Regions from separate parts of the Mus musculus genome. Here regions 1 and 2 are each linked to region 3. The links are chromatin contacts, called in public Hi-C and HiChIP or PLAC-seq maps. All regions are on one chromosome and are shown on one strand. The core of a region is the stretch at or near the end of the contact, and the rest is flanking DNA. Distances in the headings are between cores, read along the strand shown. Region 1 overlaps Nsun6 (NOL1/NOP2/Sun domain family member 6). Region 2 holds the start of Nsun6 (NOL1/NOP2/Sun domain family member 6). Region 3 overlaps Cacnb2 (calcium channel, voltage-dependent, beta 2 subunit).

Evidence for each region. HiChIP or PLAC-seq counts read pairs in DNA pulled down with a chosen protein or histone mark. A called contact is a pair of places that touch in the nucleus more often than the background predicts.
Region 1: a RAD21 HiChIP or PLAC-seq map of pro-B cells shows a contact between it and region 3, with 2.9 times the contacts expected there. The contact joins two enhancer-like sites. A contact is called at or near these places in 1 of 15 datasets of contacts at CTCF or cohesin (pro-B cells) and 3 of 484 Hi-C or Micro-C datasets (the HL-1 cell line, double positive thymocytes and myeloid progenitors).
Region 2: a contact with region 3 is called in a Hi-C map of double positive thymocytes, with 4 times the contacts expected there. The contact joins the promoter of Nsun6 here to the enhancer-like site in region 3. A contact is called at or near these places in 7 of 39 promoter capture datasets (the 3T3-L1 cell line, 3T3-L1-derived adipocytes, the C10 cell line and 3 more), 3 of 15 datasets of contacts at CTCF or cohesin (CD8 T cells, large pre-B cells and pro-B cells), 52 of 484 Hi-C or Micro-C datasets (the AML12 cell line, the Ba/F3 cell line, the C10 cell line and 38 more) and 9 of 115 datasets of contacts at active chromatin or transcription factors (T-cell acute lymphoblastic leukemia, bone marrow-derived macrophages, cardiomyocytes and 5 more).

What each region holds. Positions count from the first base shown.
Region 1 is chr2:14,988,306-14,991,005 of GRCm38.p6, reverse strand. It overlaps Nsun6 (NOL1/NOP2/Sun domain family member 6), which reads left to right. Exons shown (of 11, transcript NM_028950.5): 11 at 1-562. It also overlaps a transcript of Cacnb2 not described here. Among named protein-coding and RNA genes, the nearest start is that of Nsun6, 60 kb to the left of the region's middle. Within about 2 kb of position 1,450, at least 15 of the 459 cell types and tissues checked have an H3K27ac peak or open chromatin away from gene starts, as enhancers often do. A contact at or near this core is called in double positive thymocytes and pro-B cells, where this site is marked.
Region 2 is chr2:15,047,901-15,050,600 of GRCm38.p6, reverse strand. Nsun6 (NOL1/NOP2/Sun domain family member 6) reads left to right here and starts at 1,289. Exons shown (of 11, transcript NM_028950.5): 1 at 1,289-1,679. The coding sequence starts at 1,605.
Region 3 is chr2:14,850,312-14,853,011 of GRCm38.p6, reverse strand. All of the region lies in intron 2 of Cacnb2 (calcium channel, voltage-dependent, beta 2 subunit), which reads right to left. Among named protein-coding and RNA genes, the nearest start is that of Gm13269, 85 kb to the right of the region's middle. Within about 2 kb of position 1,416, at least 24 of the 459 cell types and tissues checked have an H3K27ac peak or open chromatin away from gene starts, as enhancers often do. A contact at or near this core is called in ECoMG myeloid progenitors, the MNK3 cell line, the P5424 cell line and 3 more, where this site is marked.

The DNA.
Region 1 (2,700 bases), core at 201-2,700, 140 kb before region 3:
ACTGAGGCGATCGACCTCAAAAGGGGGAGGCCTCCTGGAACTGGTTGTGGAACTCTTCGCTGGAGAAAAAATTTGAGCTGTAGTTCTCATGGCAATCTATCTGTTTTGTTTTCTCTTATCCTTTTTCTTATTTACATGTTCCTAGTAGCCTAGGCCAAGATCTTAAGCGAGAACAATGGGTAAAAAAACATCCCTAGAGATGGGGCCACTAACATGACCTTATCCCCAGGGAAACCAACGCTTTACTTTCTAAATCATTTACAAAACTATTATGATAAAAACTTTCCCAACACTAAAATTTCATATGGCTACATGTGTCATCAGAGGTGGATTTTGGTATTTGGTAACGAAAGCCTTAATTAGAAAGAATTAAAATAGTTTAAATTTATATATTGAAGATTATAAAAATTCAAGCCCTAGATGTTAAATAATAATTGACCATGGGGCTGGAAAGTTAGTTCAGCTGTTAAGAGCACTGACCATTAAAGATTTATTAACCTGCTCCTGGAAATATGCCACTAGCCTTGGACAACAGCCCCCACTGAATTCATCCCTTCAGAATTGTTACATTTTGATGATTTATAATGATGTTACCTGTTCTGTTTGTGATTCACTGAATACATAGTTTCAGAGTTGTAATGCTTGGATGATTTTTGTGCTTTACTGTGCCAAATGATTTTTGTTGATATCTGTGATTGTTTCATTGGATATAGTTTCTAAGAGATGTAATGTTTGGTTTTTTAATGTATAAAATCCCCTGCTTGAGAGCTGCAGAATACACTCAGATTCAAACTGGCTCTGTATTTGTTTCCGTTTGTCACTGCCAAATCCTTACCCACCTAGCTTCAAGGACCCTCATTCCAGGGACCCCCATACCTGATTGGGGTGGTCCGTGGCAGGTTTCCTGTAGGAAGGTCTCTCAATGACTTACTGTATCCACCCTGACTGCATCAGCTCTTGGATCAGGTAAAGCCTTTGGGTGGTTTCTTCCTGGAGAAAATCTCTTTTGAACAGCCTTGAGCTCTCTACATCCAAGTGCCTGGACCCATATCTTTCAGCAAATTGTGACTTCAGTTTACTGTGTTATCCTGAGCCCACTCCTACACCTGGGAAATGTACCAGGACAGATAAACAAGGTGTTTTTCTCTCTCTCTTATCACTGCTTCAGAGTAGACAGTCAGTGGGCATTTTGGAATATGAAAAATTATCTTGAATTTCCTAAGATTCAAGTAAATAAGCAAGCCTTTTTTATCTTCATTCTGCCTGTGTCCAGGAGATGCCGTTTTGATTAGAGAGAAACACCATCTCCCAGTGGCACTTCTGTTTCTGGACTCCAGGCAGCCCTCCTGTTTTTAAAATGTATTTTAAGCAACTCCATAACCACTATTTCCTTTCTTGCTCTCTGCACATCTGTATGTGCTAAGCTAGGGTGAGAGTGGGAGCAAAACAGCTGAGCAGCACACCTGCACGGTGTCACACTTTCCCATTGTAGGAAATACCAGAGTGCACACAGCTTGCAAGAGAGAACTCTGCATGTGTTCCGAACAGCAAGGACAGAAGACTCTTAACATTATTCCTGTTAATATGAGCCATTTTCAGTGGATTTCGTCCTCTCAAATTTGAAAGCAAACCACATATTCTTCAAGGACACAAAAATGAAAAAAAAAAAAAAAACAGGGACATGTGGAAGGCTATTAACATATCTTTTTATCACACTTAGTTTTAATATAAATTATTTCTATGAAAACAGAAAAAAAGCATTTATTTGGTGATAAATGCATTTTAATTAAAACCCTATGTTAGATTTTAGTTTATATAGCAAAGTGAGGCAAAGCACTTAGTAAGACTCAGGGTCAGCAATCTGAAACTTATGGGATAAGACCAGAGCGCACGGAGGAATGGTGCCATGTCCCCAGCAGACGGGGAAGCTGTTGGTCTTCATAAAAGTAAAATAAACTATGAATCTGAATTGCCCTACAGTATGAACTAAGGTAGGGAAAAAGAAAAACCCTCTGGTTTACATTTTAAAAATCTTACCTACCTTGGTTTTTTGTTGTTTTGTTTTACTTAGACATAGAAGGAAGATTACCAAAAGCATACCCGGTTATTGGCGTTGGCCAGACGAATATGTTCTACATGTTAAGTGTCGAATGTAGTATACTCGTCCCTAAGATGGCAATTAATACCAGTGGTAAACAGTGCAGAAGCCAGCTCTTTATTTGTTTCCATGAATTACTTTAAACCAAGTTCATCAAACAGTTCAGTGTCGTGACAGTGAGTGTCGAACAGGGAGGCAGAGCAGACATGTTCAAATGTGGTATTGTCTGTGGTACAGGATGACTGAAGACAACCTACTTTTAGCAGCACCTTTTTTTGGTAACAGTAAGTGAGCAGTTTAGAAAGCACAGGGAAAACTGAAGTGGCTGACACAGAAGTATAACACTATTAACTACATCCCCAGCATTTCCTGGCTTGACTACAGAAAAAAAAAAATCAGGATTCTACCACGGAGTTGGTTAAGATTAAACTTTTGCTGTGTAAAGAGCAGTGTTACATCCTAGTAGTCAGTTGAGAGGTCAAGCACACACTGCTGATGGAGCCCCAGTGTGTGCTTTCACACAGAGGTGCCCTGTATAAGACCCTTCAGCAGAGTGGAGGGATGCAGTGATGTGCACACACATGCGCACAGTAAGCAGATGG
Region 2 (2,700 bases), core at 40-2,539, 200 kb before region 3:
TAGTTTTATGTTAACTGCTGTAGATTCATATCACAGCCATATAAAATAGTGTGGTGGTTCCTGGAGGGGAGGCTGCCTGTCCTGCTGTAAGCAAGCCTAGCAAACTAATGTATTTCTTCAATTTGGACTTGTCAAGTTTTTCTTCAGCCACATCACTCTTATTTGGGGGTGAATAGATGTTTATGTCCTGTCAGGCATGTCATGCAACACTTAACACCTGTGTCCCAGACACATTCTGTTAGTTTCAGGTGATGAAGTCAGGAAGGAATCCCATGCATTGACCACAGATACATGATCTTGTGGAAAAACTGGGTACTTGTTTTAGAAACTGGCTTACTGGTCTATAGCCTATTTTCTTTTTCTGAGATTGTGGAAAGTTATTACAACTCTTGGAACTTTCTTTTACTCCTTGAAAACTGCTTATAACCACTGTGCTGAGCTGTGGCAGTGTCTTTGTCATGGAATTTTCACCTAGTAAAGACTTGGTGTGTCAGTTATATATATTTTAAAGCCAGTGTGAAAACTTAAAAGATTAAACACACACCAAGCAAAAACCCTCCTCTATAGTTACCTATGAAATATGGCTCAGAACAACAAAAAGCACAAAACAAACAAACCAAAACAAGCAAACCCTAACCCAGTGGCATTGGAGACAAAAGTATTCATCATGTTCAAGCATAAAACATCCCACTGACTTTGGTTAGTTATTTTTAAACTCTTGTCACCTCATTACCATCAGGGAATTCACATCAAGACTCTTGTTCTCTAAAGCACGTTAACTAGAAGCTTCATGGCTAGTTGTAAACACTATTAGGGGATTTTAAGTTGTACCTGAGTACCCACGGGTATTAGCACATTCAAAAAATATGGGTACTAGGGTAGGAGATATGGCTCAATAGTTAAGAGCACTTGTACCTGCATAGTGCCCAGGTTCCATTGTTAGCTCCCATATGTTGGCTTACAACCTTCAGATCCTGGGTTTGATCAAAGAGGCAAGCACATGCACTCAGGCAAAACATTCATACTCTTGACATAAATAAGTCTTTAAAAAAGAAAAAAAAGTGTCCGAGGGAAGCCTCCACCGCTACTTGTACTGGGACAATAAATGGAAATCTCCCTTATTTCAGGTTAGTGAGGTATCCAGTTCAACCCAGCATTCAAGAGTCCCAGGATGTACCCGGCACAGTCCTTCCTAGAAAAAGCTCCACCCTCAGGGGAGGTGATTGGCAGATGCAGGTTGGGCACGAACAGAAGGCTGGGCATCGAGTGCCGGAAGTGACGAACCCAGGAAGCGACTTTCTGTTCCGAAGCTGGGGGCGCGGTTTTGGAAAATAGCATGTCAGAGTGGATCTAGGCGCTGTCTGTTTTCCGATCTGCGTTTAGGTACACTTTTTGTCACCAAGCCCTATTTGGCGCAGTGTCGCAGTTCGGAGCTGTCTCACAGCATCCCAGAGAACGACAAACCTTGGGCCCTGCTCATTCCAGAACTCAGCACTGAAAGGCATTCTTGTGCTCGTCCATTGGCTGGCAACGCTGAAATTCGGAAATAAAGACTGCTTCCCAACATTTTCTTGGACAACTTAAAACAGAAAAAAATCAAAAGAATGTATGTATTTCCAAAGATATCTTTGAGACCTGAAGTTGAAAACTATCTCAAAGAGAGCTTTTTGAACGAGGAGGTAGGTCACGTACATAGATGTTTGCCAAAATTCTGATACAACTTCAGCAGAAAGAAGGGGAATATGTGGTTAGTTTTTGCCACTACTTTATTGGAATCTTTAAAAACAATGTGGTTTTTTTGTCACCATTGATGCTTACTGAGATGGAGATAAATATATGCTCACGTTTAGATGTAAGACAAAAGAAAGTGTTACGTGTCTGTCAGCCCTTAGTACTGAAGGGGTAGCAGAATCAACCAGAGAAGTTCCCTGGCCACACAACTCAAGACTTCCACAGTAGATGCACTTGTTCTGTTAAAGTACAGGCTCTTGTACTTACTCAGGTGATCAGGGCACTTTGAGTGCCTCATTAAATGCCACCAGGTGTTTGATTGGAAATGGTTACAATTTAGTCTAATAAATCATGGTAGAGTGATTTGGTTTCATTGTTAAGAACACCAGAGTCTAAGCAGTCCTCTTACTCATCCAAACTGACATAATTGTCAAGCAACTAAAGTTCAGATATAATGATTAAAAAGTCAGTTTTAGAAGCTATCTATCAATCCATCCATCCATCTATCTGTCCTTCTTTCATCTATCTATTGAAACAGGGTTAGAGAGTCAGGTGGATTTCTGAGTTTGAGGCCAGCCTGGTCTACAAAGTGAGTTCCAGGACAGTCAGGGATACACAGAGAAACCCTGTCTCAAAAAAAAAGAAAAAAAAGAAAAGAAAAGAAACAGGGGGGTTTCTCCACATAGTAGTGGCTATACTGGAACTCATAAGGTAGACCGGATTGGTCTTGAGTTTACTGTGATCCACCTGCCTCTGCCTCTGCCTCCTGAGTGCTAGAATTACAAGCTTGTAATCCACTGAACCTTACTGGAAAATGTTCATTTTGCATGAGTTACCTTGAATTAATTCTTACTAATAAAGCTTAAAGCTTAATTTATTCTATGAAAATTGAATGGGTTATAAGTACTTTCGAAGGTTGTCTTGGGGCATCAACCTTAAGTGAAAATCACTACATTGGTTTGGCAGGCA
Region 3 (2,700 bases), core at 167-2,666:
TCCCTTCTTTTCCTTCAAAACTGGTCATGAGATAAATGAGTCTCTTTCACAATGTGTTCCTTCTGTGATACATTGTACTGCCACAGTGCCAAAACAATGACTGCAACTTAACTGGGGGTCAGAACAGTCATATACATATACTCCTTTTAGCGGCAGGGCCTCACTATGTAATACTGGCTAGCCGGAAATTCAGTATGTAGACTCACAGAGACTTGCCTGCTTCTGTCTCCTGAGTCCTGGAGGTAAGGGCATGTGCCACTGTGATTGGCTCATTATCTTTTTTAATAAGTTGATTTATCATACATATTTGTTACAGTCACTGAAAGTAGAGAACTATTTACTACAGCCTTCTGGATAACTTCTGCAGCCTTTCCAACCTGAATCACAATATTAGTCCGCATCTCTTGTCACTATACATGGCATTCTGCCTAGACTTAGTCACATCATACCCGGAGATTCATCCACAGGTAGAATAGTGCAGCACTGAGTGAGAAGGAGAGAGGCTAATTTATCTATTTTACATCTAGTTGAGTTCCTTTACACATGTTTTCACAATTTCCACGCAACTTTGATCTTGTCTGTATATCTTTACTTTTTTTTTTTTTGTAACTGTGGATGCTCTCAGGAACCAACCTCAGGATCATTTTGGAAAGACAGTAGTACAAGTCTAGGCCAAAGACACATAGACTTCAGAACAGATCTACTCAAAAAATAATCCTTTCCAAGTAAATGTTATGTTAGTGGATATAACCACCATATTACCCTGTTCTCTGAACAAAACCCAACCAAACCAAAACTCCATGGGGTTAAAAGTCTGAGTTAAATATACTAATATCAAAGACATGAGAGAGGAAGTTGAACAATAAGAATGGCGTTATGAAAAAAGCAGCATGCAGTAACAGAACTGGGATTTAATAAATAGTCAAATGATTCAGGTTTTGGTTCTGCTTCTACAACTATGTAGTCTTGAGCTCACACTCAACATTCCCTAAATCTTATAGTGCTTGTATGCAATCTTTCATAAGAATATCATTTTGAATACTTAATGTGTACAAACACTAATATATAAAACTCATCATAACATTCAGCAAATAGCAGTTGATATTACCAATGTTATCAGCATCAACGAACACCTGTTCTCTCACAGCAGGCTAAGGCCTTACCATCAGGATCACCATTAACACCCTTCACAGCAAGCCAGAATCTTGAATTAGTTGCTTTTCTATTGCTCTGACAAAATATTCCCTACAAAAGCAGCTTAAGGAAGAGTGGTGGTTTATTTTGGCTTAAAGGTCTAGAGGGACACTATGCTCCATGGCAGAGAAGACACTGTAGCAGGCAGAGAAGATATGGTTGCAGAAACAGGAAGCTAGCTGGTCCCACTCTATCCATACTCAGGAAGCAGAAAGTGAAGAGGAAGTGAGGTCAGGCTATAGAGCCTCAAGGCCCACTCCCAGTGACCTACTTCCTTCAGGGAGGGTACATTTCCTTAAGATTTCTCAGCCTTCCAAACAGTGCCACCTGCTGGGAACCATATATTCAAAACTGTGAGCTGCGAATGGTATTTCACATTCAACTACAATGGATCTGTTAAGGAAAGCCACCTTGCTTACCCTTGTTTGAGACAAACAAGAGTTGACATGAAGATGCATGAATTGTTGCTATACTGACATGGTAACACATTTGCTCAGCAAAGTATACGTTCTTGGCTACAATTCTCAACACTGTAAAATAATAGCAACAACAACTAGACATACAGATGAACATCCTCCATATACAAGTCAGCCCAAGAACAAGGCAGGAGAAAGCACGAGGGGTTCATAATAAGCATTCAATAACTGCCTACTGAATGGAAAAATGAAATTGAAAAGGGCAGATGATCTTCCAAAAGAGGATGTCTTGACTTTGCATTTGTAATTTTCCATTCCACTGGATACAATGTGTCCTTTTGGATATGTCCCTTTGATACTATTAACATTGAGAGTCCTCAAGGACAGCTGTACAGATGTTCAGCTAATGACATCATTCTCTGGCTTCTGAGAAAAAGATGGCAACAGCAGGGAGGGTAAAGACCCTGCTGGTGAGCTCCTTTCTCTGGTGATCATACTACTAGAAAGACAGTTTTCTAGGTAGCACCAAGGGGCTAGGAAACTTTGAACTGTCATTTGACCAAATTAAAGTGGCATTGGTATAGTGTCCACTTAATGAAATGCCTGTCTGGTTCACTATGGGAGAAGATGAATACAGGTTCTAAGTCTACTGAAAGTCTGCCTAAGAGACATCCCTACTGGGTGTGGTGTTCAGTCAACAAAAAGCCAACACCACTGCAATGTCAGATGCTCAGAAAATGTATGCATCTTAAAATGGTGGTTGTGATAGTAGTCAACAGGTAACAGGTTCCATGTGCAAGACTACTCGTGTAGATAACTTATGTGCTTATTAACTTCCTCTTCACAAAGGATTGCACGTTTCATAGTGGCCTGTTTTCTGTATTGAACATACACACACAGACACACACACACAGTATCACTTTTTAGAAATGCCTCTGCTGGCTTAGTGCTATCCTTTAACACAACATGACAAGGAAATACACAAGATCGTTATTTCAAATGTAGCATTTAGAAACACCCTTTCTGTGACAGCTACCATGCCATGGAAGAATAGCAGCCATGGCTGTATGGTAAGCCCATGGTTGTTGGA